Regions from separate parts of the Mus musculus genome. Here region 2 is linked to region 1. Evidence: chromatin contacts called from public Hi-C data. All regions are on one chromosome and are shown on one strand. The core of a region is the stretch at or near the end of the contact, and the rest is flanking DNA. Distances in the headings are between cores, read along the strand shown. Region 1 has its middle 17 kb from the start of Gm23609. Region 2 overlaps Fbxo9 (f-box protein 9).

What was found. A called contact is a pair of places that touch in the nucleus more often than the background predicts.
Region 2: a contact with region 1 is called in a Hi-C map of liver, with 2.8 times the contacts expected there. The contact joins two enhancer-like sites. A contact is called at or near these places in 6 of 39 promoter capture datasets (the 3T3-L1 cell line, the C10 cell line, HPC-7-derived erythroid cells and 3 more), 2 of 15 datasets of contacts at CTCF or cohesin (the G1E-ER4 cell line and embryonic stem cells), 5 of 484 Hi-C or Micro-C datasets (the G1E-ER4 cell line, embryonic stem cells and liver), 3 of 115 datasets of contacts at active chromatin or transcription factors (embryonic stem cells and trophoblast stem cells) and 2 of 9 other capture datasets (adipose tissue and pancreatic islet).

Annotation. Positions count from the first base shown.
Region 1 is chr9:78,028,239-78,033,098 of GRCm38.p6, reverse strand. No RefSeq gene overlaps it. Among named protein-coding and RNA genes, the nearest start is that of Gm23609, 17 kb to the right of the region's middle. Within about 2 kb of position 2,073, at least 3 of the 459 cell types and tissues checked have an H3K27ac peak or open chromatin away from gene starts, as enhancers often do. A contact at or near this core is called in liver, where this site is marked.
Region 2 is chr9:78,102,012-78,106,871 of GRCm38.p6, reverse strand. Fbxo9 (f-box protein 9) reads left to right here. Exons shown (of 13, transcript NM_023605.2): 2 at 2,518-2,601. Among named protein-coding and RNA genes, the nearest start is that of Fbxo9, 4.2 kb to the left of the region's middle. Within about 2 kb of position 1,676, at least 35 of the 459 cell types and tissues checked have an H3K27ac peak or open chromatin away from gene starts, as enhancers often do. A contact at or near this core is called in liver, where this site is marked.

The DNA.
Region 1 (4,860 bases), core at 824-3,323:
TAACACAAGAGCTGGCAACAGATTTTCTTTGTCACTGTGGGAACTTTCTATAGACAGTTCTGGATCACCTGTCCCTTCCTGGGCTCTGTACCACACACAGTTACCACAGTTCACGCTTCAGACCGCTTTCCTTTCTGTCTATTTGCACAAGCGGCTAGAGCCTTGGTACGATTTGACAAATGGACCCTCATTGTGGATGCTGCAGGGTGGAAAATATTGGTCAGCTGTGGGCTTGGGATCAGGCTGACCAGTAGGCACCCCCGTCTGGTCCAGGGTCAGGCAGGAACAGAATGGGGTCTCTCCTGACTGACCCAGTTCCTGTGGGAGGAACTGGAGCATGGTGCATCTTTGCTGGCGGTGGCTAGCACACTTGACTCAGGAGAGGTCAATATGGAAGTTCCACTGAGTTCAAGTGGGGGACCTGTGAGCACCCAGTCTCTGTCAGCAGTGCCCAAGGCTTCTGGATCCAGACCCTGGTTGGTGGGGTGGTTACACGGAGGACGTTGTCTCTCTTGGGAAGGCCATACACCTAAAATGAAGGTTGTGGCACAGAGGTGGAGGGCTCAGGTCTGACCTTACGTCCTGGTGATGGGATGTGAAATTCTCATCGATCAAACTTTTAAATGGTCTCCTAGGGTTATTTCTGTACCTAAACTGTCTTGTGGCACGGGGTGGAGCATGCCTGCAACCTTGGGACTCAAGAGATAGATGATTGTTGCAAGTTCCAGGCCACATTAGTCTACATGATGAGTCCCAGGCCAGTCAGGGCTACAGAAAGAGGGTCTGTCTCAAATAAAACAAAATAAAAGATAATCGAATAGAAATCCTAAGTATACCTTTAAAATATAGTAAAAGCAGAGATCCAAGCACCTCTGCTCCCCATCGGGACTCTAGTGGAAAACACTCATTCCATATTGACAATCCTAGTTCCCCTCTTCCACCTCAGCTTCCAGAGACCAGAGCCTCTTTCAGGCTCCCTGTAGGCAGGCGCCTTTCTTCCCAGGTCTCTTTCCTGTCAGGTCTCTTCTCTGAACAATTTCTCCAGCAGGCATCCACTTCTTACCCACCTCACCCCATCAAGCTGCAGACATTACTGCATAAATTCTCTCTTACAGCTTCCCCCTGGCTGGCTAGTCATCTCTCAAACAGCAGCTATAAAAACCCCTTTAAATGGAAACCAGGTTAAAGGCCTCCATCTCCTTCACTTGGAGCAAAGTTTCACTAAAGCAGTGGGGTCTAAACCTCCTTACGCCGCCACCCTTTAGTACAGCTCCTCATGTAGCGGTGGCCCCCCCCCCCCAAGCCATAAAATTATTTTCATTGCTACTTTGTAACTGATTTTTGCAACGGTTGGGAATCATAGTGTAAATATCTAAGATTGGACCTTTGGGAGGTTCGAGACCCACAGATTGAGAACCATTTGCTCTAATGGCTTCGGCAGCTCTACTTGATCCTGCCAATGCCCTCTACACTTGTCATCTTCGACCCTATCTCTGGCCGTGCTCTATCTCAGTAGCGCTCACTGGCTTGCACTCTGCCTCGAGACTCAAACAGGCCTGCCATGTCCCGAGCCTTTGGGCTGGTTGTTCCCTTCACCTAGAACGCTTTTCCTTAGACAGCTGATAGCTAGGTGGTTCACCTTTAGACTGCTATCCTGTCTCCCTTCCATGACCTTCCTTAGTCTCCTGATTCCTCGACCTTGTGTGATTGGCATTGCTCTGCCAGTGCCTGACAAACTGAATCCAGTTTGCTGATCAATCAGTGTAATACGAAGGTGACTTTGATAAGCCAATGTTTATGCCTGTCTGTTCATCTTCACCTCTGAGTTTCCACCTCATTCCCAGTAGCTGACCATCTGTTCGCTCCATGTTGCCTATCGGTCATCAACCCTTAGAAAGCCAGACTCACACGCATCATATTATTAATAAGTTGAAAACTGAAACCGGGGCTCTAGGTATACATGGGAAGATAAGACGATTTGTTATTTGCTAATCAATTAGTTTTAGCAGATGCACTTTGATCCGCAAAGGACAACTCAACAAGGGGACTGTGCTCCAGGGTGAAATAAACAGGCCACGGTTAGGTAACTGCCCTAAATTTGATGGGTGACCTGGAGAGTTCAGGGTCCCAGCCTCTTGGGGGAGGATGACACAATTTGCTAAAATGGAAATCTGAAGAGAATTCTCACAAGCTAGGGTGCTAGCAGGGAAGGGCTTAGTTGCCCATTAACCCACGCAGTGTGTTTCCCCATCAATCTTACCAGATTGCAAGCAAGTCTTACCACTTGCTGTTCCTCTCCTTTGGTAAAATCGGATGCTATATCAAAACTCAAAGAGCTCTAGCCTGCTTTGTCCTAGAACAGACCGTCCTGGTTAAACCAGTATTGCGATTCCAGAATGAAGGCTGTCTTTCCAAGGGCAGATGATACAAAAGGGCAGGGAGGACCCAGCTCAGGAACACTACTGCAGCAGGGGTGCACAACAGAGCCACACCAAGGAAAGAGGACAACTGAGCTTCAGGGTCACAGGCTTTCCCGCATGCGCTGAAGGGTCCCCCACCCCCCACCCAAACTGTAATCCTTCCTTAGCTCTGGGCTTCCTTCTAGTTGTAAAATGTCAAGGTGATTTCATTTTGGGTCTTTGATGTTGTTTTGCCTTTTTGTTTGTTTGTTTGTTTGTTTGTTTGTTTGTTTTTTGAGACAAGGTTGTACCTTGTCATCCAGGTTGGCCTTTGAACTCATGGCAATTCTCCTGCCTTAGCCACCCCAGCTCTGAGATGAGAGAGAGAGGTGGGAGTCATCACCATCAGTTGCAAAGTCAGACTTATTAAGATATAATTCATTGGGCTGAAGAGATGGCTTAGTGAGTCACAGGGCTTGCTCTGCAGGCACGAGGACCCGAGGGCCCAATACCCATGCACAAAGCAGTACCTTCTGACCACCCAGGTGCTTTGAGGGTCAGAGACGAGAGGATCACTGGGGTTTCCTGGTCCTCAGCCTAGATCCAGGTTCAGTGAGATACTCTCTCTCTAAAGAATAAGGCAGAAAAAGATAGAGCAGAACAGCCTGTATTCTCCTTGGCTCCCGTGAGCATGCATGCACGCACACACATGTTTATAAACTACATATACAAAAATATGATTCACATAGTGAAAGCCAAGTCATCTCTCTAGCCCTCTTGTTTTTTGAGACAAGGTCTTACTATGTATTCCAGGTTAACCTTAGATTTACTATGAAGCCCAGGTTGACCTCAGATTTACTATGAAGCCCAGGTTGGTTTCAAACTCAAGGCATTCCTCCTGCTTCAGCTTCCTGGGTGCTAAGACTATATAGGTCTGTGCCACTAGGTCTGGCAATACTCTACATTTTGGAAAATATGTGTGATTGTGTGCATATGTGTGTGTGTGTGTGTGTGTGTGTGTGTGTGTGTGTGTGTGTGTGTGTGTGTAGGCTGCACCTTTACCAATGGCTTCCCATGGCTTCTAACAGTGCCAAGCCTCAGATGCTCTTCATGAGGCCTTCATGCCTTCAAAACCAATACCACCTGGGTGACTCTTACACATTACCAAGTACAGTTGCAGCACAAGTTACAACCTTGGCTATCTCTGGAACACAGCTTCTTTGTGCTCTCAGAAAACTTTCCAGATTTCACCACAGTGATGCTGGTCTCTTCTCAATCACCACTAAGTTCTTCGCTCCAGCTAACCAGCATCAATTGTCCCACTAGTCCCTTCTATTTTTCACTCTACAGCCAGAGCCACATGGCTGAAGCTACTGTGTTCTGCTGCTTTCTGGGGCTGGAACATGATCCTCCTTATTATCTTACCAGCTTTCTGTTTTCTGACTCCCTCTCGGCCTAAGCTTGGCTTTCCTTGGATCTTGCTCTGTAGATTGACCTTGATCTCAGAGATCTGCATGGCTCTGTCTCCTGTAATGCTAGGATTAAAGGTGTTACCATCATGCCTAGATTTAAGCTTTTTTCTTCATCTTGAACCTGCTTTGTCCCAGGCTGGCTTTGAACTCAGAGATCTGTTTGGCTTTGTCTCCTGGGATTAAAGGTGTGTACCACAATGCCTGGATGTAAATTTAGCTGGGTACGATCTTGCCCCAAAGTGCCTTAATCTGTTCTCTCTTAGAACATAGGATTCAGTTCCATTTCCCTTCCTGGGGCCCCTTTGGTACTTGAACCATATGTTTTATATTTTTCCTTTCTAAGCTTGCTACACTTGTTCAAAACACTCTTCATGAGACTTAATCAGAGAACAAAGTCTGTGATGGGCTCTTTTGAGACTTCCTTTGTTAATGCAACTAATAGAAATCTCTTTACCTTGGTCTCAGGTAGATTCTCTTCAGACAAGGGTGAAAAGCAGTCACATTCTTCACCAAAATACCACAAAAACAGTCTCTAGACCACATTCTGAAATTCTTCTCCACTGAAACCTGTTGGGCCAGGTCAGCACAATTCAAATCACTTACAGCCACGAAGTCTTCCATATTCCGTCTAGGATAGCCCATTAAGCCCCACTTAAAGCATTCCATTGCTCTCAAATCCAAAGTCCCAAACAAAAGCATGGTCAGGCCCATCACAGCCACACCCCAGTCCCTGGTACCGGCTTCTGTCTTAGTTAGGGTTTTACTGATGTGAACAGACACCATGACCAAGGCAACTCTTATAAGGACAACATTTAATTGGGGCTGGCTTACAGGTTCAGAGGTTCAGTCCATTATCATCAAGGCAAGAACATGGCAGCATCCAGGAAGGCATGGTGCAGGAGGAGCTGAGAGTTCTCCATCTTCATCTCAAGGCTGATAGCAGAATACTGGCTTCCAGGCAGCTTGGATGAGGGTGTTTGTTTGTTTGT
Region 2 (4,860 bases), core at 427-2,926, 74 kb before region 1:
TGATGTGGGAATGTAAGCCAAGTAAACCATTTCTTCCCCAAGTTGCTTTCGGTCATGGTGTTTCATCACAGCAGTAGTGACCCTAACTGAGACACCATGCCGTGTATGTGCAGGTGCCCACAGAGGCCAGAAAGAGAATTCCAGTGTGCTGCTGGACACGAATGCTGGGAACCAAACTCAGGTCCCCTGGAAGACTATCCAGCCCTCAACTGCTGAACCATCTCTCCAGCTCACAGATGTCTCTCCAAAGAAAGAGATCCCAGTATAGTGCTCACACTCAAATTCCTCCTAGCACATGAGAGTCTGAGGCAGGAAAATCACTGCAAATTCAAGGCCAGCCTGGTCTACATATCGAGTTTCAGTCCAGCCTAGGCTATACACAATGAGACCCTGTTTCAACTAACAAAAACTAATGATGCTGGTTTTTTTTTTTTTTTTTTTACCCAAAATCATGTGGTGCTTTTGGTCCTAAACGTACCAGCTGTGACAAAGATGTGCTCTCTGCCTTCGATACACTCTTTCTACTGAGGGAGACAAGTGATTTCAATAAGAATGTATTTGTAAGGTGACAGAAAACAGTTGGAAAATGCTGCTGACTGAATGTTGAAGTAGATGCAGCTAAGCAAGGAAGAAGGCAATCCAGGCCCAGAAGAGCAAGCAGCACACTGAGTAGCACTAACCCATTAGAGCCGGGAAGCTCTTCAGATCAGGCTAGCTTAGTCCGACTGCCCGACAACAGCAAGAGGGCTGTACTCCGTGGGACTCGGGTCCTCTCTTATTAGCTCTATTTAGGATTTGCAGTGATAACTCAGACTCTTAGATGTATACATCTCAGTGGGATCCATGCATTTCACAGTCTCCCTCTCATATTTCCTAGTAGATCAGTTTCTCATTACAACAAAATGCCTGAGATCATGCATACAGAGTTCGCTTTGGCTCATGATCTGGAGGATCAACTCCGGGATCCAGGTGGCCCCCTTGCTTTGCACCTCCCACACAACAGCACATCATGGCAGGAACTGTTCTCCACCCATCAGGCCAGATCCTACGGGTTCTCCCAACATCCAGGAACGCCAACCTGAGGACCTCTGTTTACACGGGGATCCTTTGGGGAAGAGCAGTCTAAGCCCTTTGTCCAAACCCAGACTCCTGGCTTAGAACAAATGCTTCTCTGACTTATGTCTTCCCTGGAGTAACTTTACAGAGCAGCAAGGATCTTACTCTGTCCCAGCTAGTCAAGTTTTACGGGCTCCCTGCTTTGGGTCTGGTTGCCAGAGATAAGGTATGAGCAGAGTTTGTTTATGTTACACTTATGTGGTACAAGAGTGTTTGGTTGCTGTACTCGGAGATCTGTGGTGGCAAAACCTTTCCTCTCCTGGAAATAACTTACAGCCAAAATTTGCTAATAGAAAAGTTACTGTCTTTGGAACTAGATAGAATAATTGCCTTTGGGGCTTTTCTTTCTTTTTTTTTTTTTTTTGTGGGGAGGGGTGACAGTGGTATGGATATGTGTTTCCTGTGTGTGCAGGTACATGTGTGTATGAAACTACACATGTACCTTTCTGCATATGTGTGTAGAGACCAGAGGCAATAAAATCCATTTGTTATTAGTCCTAGCTAACTGCCAGGGTCATTTCCTCATTGCCATTTCTGTGTAGGAGTGACCACACTGAGTGTTGAGCAAGCTGCCCGTGCTGATAAGTTATTAGCTAACAGACTGAACCAGGCAATACTTTATTTTCCTGAGGATTCATTTTAGTCACTTAATGTACTGAGACTAAAAGGATTCGATGGTGATAGTAAACGGAAACGTTTATTAAGCCCAAAGCCACTCACTGTTCAGCCCACCTTTATTCCACGTTAAACCACGCCAGTGTAAAAGATTGGGTTTATAATAGAGATAAAATAGAGGAGGTGAGTTTGGTCGGCATATATCTCAGTGGCTCTGTTAGACTTCTTGTTTACATGTACAAAGCTCTAGACTCAATTCCTTAATAGGGAAAAAGAGAAGGGCTGACTTTTTCTTTTCCTTCCTTCCTTCCTTTCCTTAAGACAAGGTTTCACTGCATTCCTTCACTTGGAACTCACTATGTAGACCAAGCTGGCCTTGAACTCAGATGCAGCCTGCCTCTCTCCTGAGTGTGGAAATTAAAGGCATGGAATACCATGCCTGACTGAGATAACATGATTGTATGCCACCGTGTGGGTGCTGGGAACCAAGCCTGGGTCACCTAGAGGTGCAGAATTGATTCTACAGTATTATAAAAGTTAAAGCACAAATTCTCTTTGTATTGGTATCATTTAAACTTAACCAAAGTGGATACCCAGAGAGAAGGAATTGTATTTCATTGACGTGAAACATCTCAGCCTCCGAACTTGAACTTTGTGCAGCCTTGATATTCAAAGTGGGTTCCACAAACTCAGAGGTGTGGTATTAGTTAACAATTGACTGAGACGATCACAGAGGGAAACTAGTGTTTACCAGTTTTGGACCCTGTTCTGGTTTGTTCTTCTCAGGCAGAAGCGGAGGAAGATTGTCATTCTGATGCTGACAGAGTAGGCGATGAAGGAAATGAGAGTCCGGCTGAGAGAGACCTGCAGGCAAGTGTCTTCAGTTCTGTGTTGAGTTCTTACACCGTGAGAAGTTGGTCACCGTTGGGAGCTCTTGTCAGCTCTTATTTGCATGGAATTTAGCTGAGCTTGCATAGTCTTTTGTTTGTGGTTTTTTTGGTTGGTTTTTTGTTTTTTGTTGTTTATGTTTTTTGTTGGTTGATGTTTTGTTGTTTTTGTTTTGTTTATATTTTTTGTTGGTTGTTGTTTTTGATTTGTTAATGGTTTTTGGTTGGTTTGGGGGTTTTGTTGCTTTGAAACAGCCCTGGCTTTCCCAGAACTCACTCTGTAGAACAGAGTGGCCTTGATCTCTTGCCTCTGCCTCTGAGTGCTGGGATTAAAGGCATGCACTATCATGTCCTAGTTTGGACTTTGGGTTTTTTTTTAATAAAGATTTGTTTATTTATTTATTTTTATGCATATGAGTACAATTATAGCTGTCTTCAGATACACTAGAAGAGGGGATCAAATCCTATTACAGGTGGTTGTGAGCCACCATGTGGTTGCTGGGAATTGAACTCAGGACCTCTGGAAGAGCAGTCAGTGCTCTTACTGTTGAGCCATCTCTCCAGCCCCCGATATTCTTTATAACATACTTAAACCATATTTTTTCTGTAAAAATATGAAATTAAATGTTTATATTAATTTTTTACATTCGTTTACTTGTGTGTGCATGTGAGTTCATGGACTCATGTGCCACAGTGCTTGTAGGGAGGTCAGAGAACAATTGATGGGAGTCGTTCCTTTCCTTCTAGCACGTGGCTCTCAGGTCAGGTCAGTAGGCTCGGCAGCAGGTGATTTTACTCACCCAACTGTTGTTTTGGTCCAAGAATGTAGGTGTAAGATATTTAAAAGTAATATGCAAGTCAGAACACATAACTTAATGAACAAGTTTGAGATTTGATCATTTGAAGTTCAAAGCCTGTTTAAAACATAAAATTGAAAGAAATAGCTAGAACAACTGCTTGCTATGTTAGCAAAGGGTTAGAATCGTAAGTGGATAGACTGTGCATGAATTAGAGGAATACAAGGTAGAGAGAGGTGAGCAGACAGTTAGTGGAAAAATATGAATGGCTGTTAAATATTTGAAGAGGTAATATGTCTCATTAATAATTTAACCACAACTCAACGAATTAATAATTTATTGAATGATGTCCATTTTTGTCTGGACTGTGAAAACACACGTTACACTTGAGATTATAACCGACCTTTATTTTTCTGGAGGATACATGAGCAATGTGGATCAAAATTAGAAGTATACACTCCCTTTTGATACAGCAACTGACCAGGAAATTAAATCTAAGGAAATAACAGGGAAATGAGGGGATGAGATAAATCTATATGTATTAAACTCAAAAATTACTGCAACTAAGCTAATATTGACTTCTGAGCTGTATGAGGCTTGCTTACTTGGCACATGTAGTTTAGTAGGATGGACGCAGCTAGGGATTCTGCAGGTCAGGCACGAGTGTAACATGTTAGAAGTCTGGAAGCAGAGCACTGCAGAATATTGTTAAGACATCCATGAGACACCTTTCTAGAAAGTTACCCAGAAATAATATCCGTGATTCTATTAGCAGTGGCCGTCTTTCGCAGGAGAAGTAGCGATTACTCTTCGGGACCCTTTTTGAAAGGCACCTCTAGGGTCAAGGCCTTGGGAGGGGGATGGGAGAGACAGCAAAGGAAGCAAGCCCGGGTGCCTGCAGTCTTAATGGACCCCCTGAGCTGGTCCTGTGGGGTCCTGAGGATAGACGCCCCTCCCCGAAAGCCAGGTCCTTGAGTGGGGAGCAGGGAGGCAGTGTGATCCTGCTGAGGCAGTACCCACATGGGGTGATGCTGTGACTGTTTTCAAAAGTTGGGGTAACAATTTCTTCCTTAAAAGCAGCCGACCACATTGGGGCCTTGAGTTTTTCTATGCTTTATATTTAAATGACCTTTGTTTAAAAGGATTTCCTTTTTGGAGTATAGAATGTTTATCAAAAGAAAGACTTTGCTTGACCTGTAGAAATTTTTAGAAACTTTGTAATATCTACTAGATGTGTACTATTAACAAATATTCAGTAACATATCAATTCTGCCCCCACATCAGGGCTTATAATCTCAATTCTAATTAAAATTTAGTTCTCCAGTATTTTTAGGCTTTTTACTATATGGACAAACTTACTTTTGTCTGGTATTCATTCTTTAAAGTTTTAAGCAGAAAATGATTTTATTTTATTTTTTTTGCTGTTGTTTTTGTTTTCATTTGTT